Regions from separate parts of the Mus musculus genome. Here region 1 is linked to region 2. The links are chromatin contacts, called in public Hi-C maps. All regions are on one chromosome and are shown on one strand. Each heading gives the region's core, a stretch centred on a gene start, on an enhancer-like site or on the middle of the called end of the contact. The rest is flanking DNA. Distances are from core to core; before and after follow the strand shown.

What was found. Hi-C and Micro-C count contacts between places; a contact is called where the count stands out from the background.
Region 1: a contact with region 2 is called in a Hi-C map of bone marrow-derived macrophages, with 34 read pairs. The contact joins two enhancer-like sites. A contact is called at or near these places in 11 of 484 Hi-C or Micro-C datasets (the 3T3-L1 cell line, the AML12 cell line, the BV-2 cell line and 8 more), 29 of 115 datasets of contacts at active chromatin or transcription factors (the 230-238 cell line, CD8 T cells, DN3 thymocytes and 22 more) and 3 of 9 other capture datasets (adipose tissue, embryonic stem cells and liver).

The regions. Positions count from the first base shown.
Region 1 is chr15:58,974,549-58,977,248 of GRCm38.p6, forward strand. All of the region lies in intron 3 of Mtss1 (MTSS I-BAR domain containing 1), which reads right to left. Among named protein-coding and RNA genes, the nearest start is that of Gm41330, 19 kb to the right of the region's middle. Within about 2 kb of position 1,258, at least 148 of the 459 cell types and tissues checked have an H3K27ac peak or open chromatin away from gene starts, as enhancers often do. A contact at or near this core is called in DN3 thymocytes, the N1E-115 cell line, the SCID.adh cell line and 8 more, where this site is marked.
Region 2 is chr15:59,262,539-59,265,238 of GRCm38.p6, forward strand. The region is part of intron 2 of Gm36617 (a long non-coding RNA gene); the gene reads left to right. Among named protein-coding and RNA genes, the nearest start is that of Gm36617, 18 kb to the left of the region's middle. Within about 2 kb of position 1,348, at least 104 of the 459 cell types and tissues checked have an H3K27ac peak or open chromatin away from gene starts, as enhancers often do. A contact at or near this core is called in DN3 thymocytes, the N1E-115 cell line, the SCID.adh cell line and 8 more, where this site is marked.

The DNA of each region.
Region 1 (2,700 bases), core at 8-2,507, 290 kb before region 2:
TCACATACTCCAGCTGTCTTCCTATCTGCCTGTTTTTAGCGTGTTTTTTTTTTTTTTTTTTTTATTCCTTGTGAACAAAGGTGAGGAATGAGGACCGCTTTATCCCCCAGGAAAAGATCTCTTTTCCCTGCTCCTTCATTTGATTAAAAGTTAATAACGTGACTACACAGGATATTGGCCCGCTTATTCCCCGCTGCAAGGAAGGCAGACTAAGGCTTTCCTGGGGGGAAATCAGCAGCTATCAAGAAAGGCCCTAAAAATAGCATCCTCTCCTGGACCCAGCAACTCATATACTAAGAACTTAATCTGAGGAAATAATGAAGAAAAACGGCGAATCCTTACCTGGGAGGACAATGATGGAAATGTTTACCACCTCACAAATCCCATTATAATCATCTAGTTAAATGAACCGTGGGGCACAGACACCCAACCGAATAGGATACAGCTATTTAAAAATAGAATTATGTGTCACTTGGGTGCTGCTTAGAGCGTCTAAGTACTTTTCACATATTAAATCAGTCAGTCCTCACAATATTCTCAGTTGTGTTGACAACACTGCGGTGCCCATTTCGGAGACGGGAGAAGTAAGTACTTTAAACAACCTGCCCAAGGTTACAGGATTAGTTAATGCCACTGAAGCAGGAGGAATCGTCCGGGTATGTGCATTCAGCTGTAGTCAGCTATGTGATACTTCAGATAGTCGACAACTAAAAAGACGGCAGGGCCCAGAGGACGCCCGAAGTCCTCATCTAACAGCTACTGTAGGGGGTGGTGTTTGTTCAGCCGGCTCTGAGAGTTTGGTTCTTGAGTCTAGAAGTCTACGAGGTGCTAAATGGGAGTGCAGAGAGCCAGGTGGTGTGACTCTCTTCCTCAGGGCCAACCGCCACTGCCACTTCCGTGTCCTTGAGGAGAGATGAGGGGTTGGAAAGGACCGTGCTGACAGCCAGGCCCTGCGCTCCATTTTTCCATCTTTTCTGTCCTACTATTTCAGTGCCTAACAGAAGCAATCAAGCTATGGGCCGATTCCATGCAGTTTCTGAACGTAACGCCTGTGCCCACCACTGTGCCTCAGCACAGGGAGCCACAGAGAGGCCAGGAAATGAAAAGACATTAAGAAAACTTCCTACCAGCAGTATCTGTGTAACTGGCACAGGGGCAGGAGGCAGAGGACATTCCCTATGGACCCCATAACCCAGTGTTGCTGATACTGGCATGTGTGGGTCACCCTAAAAACAGACCTTTCTGTTAAGTGCTTAGCAACAGCTGATGCTTTCCTGACCTCAGCAGGTTTGAATTGGAGGAAACTGGCTGGAGCTACAGAGTCAGAGGAGACATCTGGAAGAGGGCCAACCTGACAATGGGAGGATTTATGGCATTACACATGGCTGGTTTAGACACCTGGCCACCCTGCAAGGGTGGACAAGACCTTACTTCTTGAATGAGGGAATATTTGTTATTTGGAGGCTGGACCAACAATTCATTTGGGTTGTTTGTTTGTTTGTTTGCTTTATTCCTTAGGGATACGTGTGTGAACACAAGAGACTTGCATCTTTCTCAATTTGTTTTCTGTATTATTTTTTTTTAATTTTTTGACATAAGGTCTTTCACTGAACCAGGAGGCTGACCAATGAGCTCCTTATCCTTAGAGGGGATTAAAAGCAGTGCCACCACACCCACAACAGACCAAGGCACACACTCACACATACGAACTTAAACTCAAATTCTCTCTCTCTCTCTCTCTCTCTCTCTCTCTCTCTCTCTCTCTCTCACACACACACACACACACACACAGAGCAACCCTAGGATGAAGGCACCTTCAATGCACCTCAGCTGGGCTTGCTAATAAGCCACACAGCAGCCGAACAGAACAGAGACCCAAACCCTTCTTTGTTTGACTGATTATCAGGAGACTTCTTCCGGCTATGACAAGTGGCAAACATCCCCACTGAGGACAAAGAGGGGCATTTAGCATCACGGACAGAATACAAATTGTTTATGACTTCTTCTCAGAGGGTGGGAAGGAAGCCCGGAGGGCAAAGGCCAGGAACCACTGTTCCTTCCTCTAAACAGTAGCCCACGTGGCTAAGGCCACTAGGAAGGTGGCTGTCTATCAAGTGGCATTGTCGCATCCCTCCAAGCTGCCTCATTTGCAGGCGGCTCCATCCCCCAGCACAGCAGGGGCTGTATGGGCAGGAGGCCTGGGCCTGCAGTGTGGGCAGGTGGCAGGCACAGACTGAAAGCGGGTTTGTCAGGCTGGATTCTGGGAAGAGCTGAGGAATAGAATTAGGAAGTGCTCTGGCCAAAGTGTAAGTTACTGTGTGTTGTGGCTGTCCTGCCAGAGGCTCCTGCGGTTGGAAGGCTAATTAGGAGCCTGCTGGACGGGAGAATGATAGTCTCAGGAACCTCCCAGAAGCGGGACTCGGCACAGGGCAGCTCTGCAGGGCACAATCTCTCTCCTCTGGACAGGATTATTGTTTACAGCTCAGAGCAGTCTCCCACCCATCTTTTCTTTTAAAACATCATCTTTTGTAGCCTAGGCTAGACTCAAGCTTGCTAAGTAATCAAGGGTGACCTTGAACTCCTAATCTTGCATCCACTTCACAAATGTTGGGACCCCATCAGTCTGGGAATCGCTCAGGGCTTTTCATGTGTACGTAAGCATTCCCAGTTCTAAACGGTCACTCTTCTAAATGCTCACTC
Region 2 (2,700 bases), core at 98-2,597:
GAAGGATGGACCAGATGGACCACAATAGGAGGTGACTGCGGGGATCCAGGTGCCAGGTGATGGTGGCCCCATGGAAAGCACTGGGAAAGCATTAAGCAGGAGAGACCAAAGAGCCATCAGAATAGCAAGTGGGAGTGGTGAGGGAGGAGGAGGGATCAGAGAGCATGGAGAGATGACATAGGAGTCCCAGAAAATCATCTACACAGCCAGGGAAATGCACCAGGGGGACAGAAGCAGGCTAAGAGAACCGCTGGCCACAGAGGCCAGAGAGGAGAGGACAGCCTAGCCATTGCAGTCGCTGAGAAGATCTTGTCAAAAATGTAGACAAGCTGGGCAGAGGTCTCTCCTCACAAGCAGAGTAGGAAGCATCTCTCAAATTCTTGGCTGTAGCTTCCATTAACGACAGTGGATCTCTTATAAATTAAGCTCCTCCCCCATACCCTCAAAGCAGTTGAAAAGTCAAAAGAATAGTAAGATCCCACCACTGAAGATAATCTTCTAGCTGTCCTCATTGTTTTGAACAAGACCTCTTTCACATTGGAAATGGAAAACCGTGTTGTTGCCTGCATACCATGGGCTTTCACCCCTCACCAAGGACAGGTCAACACCCTCAGTACAACATGACCTCCCCTCCCCCCCCCACCCCCCCCACCCCTCACCCCCCCCCCCGCTCTACTACCCGTCCTCCAGCCTGAACACCAAACCCTCTTCTTCTATCTTCTCTTCCTCACTGGCACCAGATCGCCCTGGAACTTGCAAGTCTTTCTCCAATTATATCCCAGAACAAGAGCAATGAGATGAGATTCTTGCCTCATTTCTGACCTTTTGAGGGGCTTTTATTTTTTTTACTACTCCACCTGGATGCTTCCCACCCTCTATCAGCATATACGCATCATGGGCACTTCCTGGAAGGCTGTGGAGAAGAAAGCATCGTGGTAATTAAGGAGCCAACTTTTCCTGTCCAATTACCATGCCTAGAAAGCAACAGAAGCCCAACCTGAATGGAGAGGCTCTTGCCGGCTGCTGGATAGCCCGAGTCTCCACCCAGTGGAGGACGTCCTTCTTTGGAGGCCAGCAGTCTGCTTGTGGTTGGGTGATCAGCAGCTGCTTCCTGTTTGCTTCCGTGCTGTCTTTGGAGGCATTGCTATCTAAAATTGTGTGAGAAATAGAAACTCTGGCCTGTGAGGACCCTTTTCTATGAAATAAGTTCCTAGGAATGACCCTCCTGATTCAAGTAAATGGCCTCACAGTGATTTTGATTGCACGAGCCTCTGGCACAATTGCCTTGTCACTCTCTCTTGCCTCGCATGACAGTTTTCATGCCTCCTCCTCTATGTTGCTAACATCTGGGGCCAGATTAATCCTTTATGTGGGCAGGGGAGAGGGCGGCTGACTGTCGAATGCATTGTAGGATGTGTGGTTGCACCTTGCGTCTGTACCCACAAAATGTCAGAGGCACCCTTCTCCCATTCAATGGTGACCATCCCAAATGTCTCTTAAAGATTGCCAGATGTCCTCTGGAGGGGTGTGTGTGTTCGTGCAGATGGGGAACTCTCAGGGGAAGACAACTGTCTAGTTCAGCTCTTTATTCTCTTCTAATGTTTTGCAGACTTCTTGGCATAAGGCCCGGGTGTCCAGTGAGGGACGAGAATGTGAATCACACTCTGTTTGGCAGTGGACATTTAAAAAACTTCTCTAGATGGTCACTGTATGGAAACTCCCTCTATAATCTTTTCCTCTGGGTCACATTCAAGTTGTGGAGCAAGCTCTGCTGCTTCTCTACCTCTGGGGAGACTCTGTGACCCAACTTTTCTATCTCAATTTCCATGGAGGTCAATGGATTTGAAAGCAAGATTTTCCTGGGGACTAAGAAATGGTCCCCAGATGCTTGAGTAAAATATAAGGGAAGTATCAATGGGTCTTTGGGGATGTTAGGGGAGCAGAAGCTCAACTATGACAGGAGATCCACTGGGCAAGGCCTTGGGTGGTTCGGAAATAGCAGAGACTTGCCAGGCTGAGATAACAGATGTCTAAGTGGATAGAGGACTCAGGGCCAGCAAGACTCTGGAAACCTGGACATTGACTAAGTTCTCAGGTCCTTGGCGCAGACTGGACATCGTGGGGGAAATAGAATCTTCAAGATTGACTGAGATACTGTTAAAGCTTGGAGTGTAGATTAAGTTGCTTTGTTGGTTTCTGGCATACCTGACTTCTGACTTGGGATTGGTACCATGGCAAGTACAAAGTGCTAACTAAATCAATAGTAGCTAGTATTTATTGAGTGCTTATTATGTACCAGACACTGTTCTTTCAGTTTTTGATGAATTTTCTCCTTTGATCTTCACAAAGTTCCCATGAGTAGGTCCCATTGATTGTAATCTCTTGAGTTAAAAATAAGGAACTGAAGACATATTCTCAAGGTGGTAGATGCAAGACAGTAAGAATCACAACCACGGAGCACCCACTCTGAGCCAAATACTGTTTGATACTTTGCAGGCACTGATTTATTTAATTCTCACAACAACCTATTGAAAGAGGTACTATTGCCAGGTGTGGTAGTGCACACCTTTAATCCCAGCACTCGGGAGGCAGAGGCAGGCAGATTTCTGAGTTCGAGGCCAGCCTGGTCTACAGAGTGAGTTCCAGGACAGCCAGGGCTACACAGAGAAACCCTGTCTCGAAAGAAAAGAAAAAGGGAAG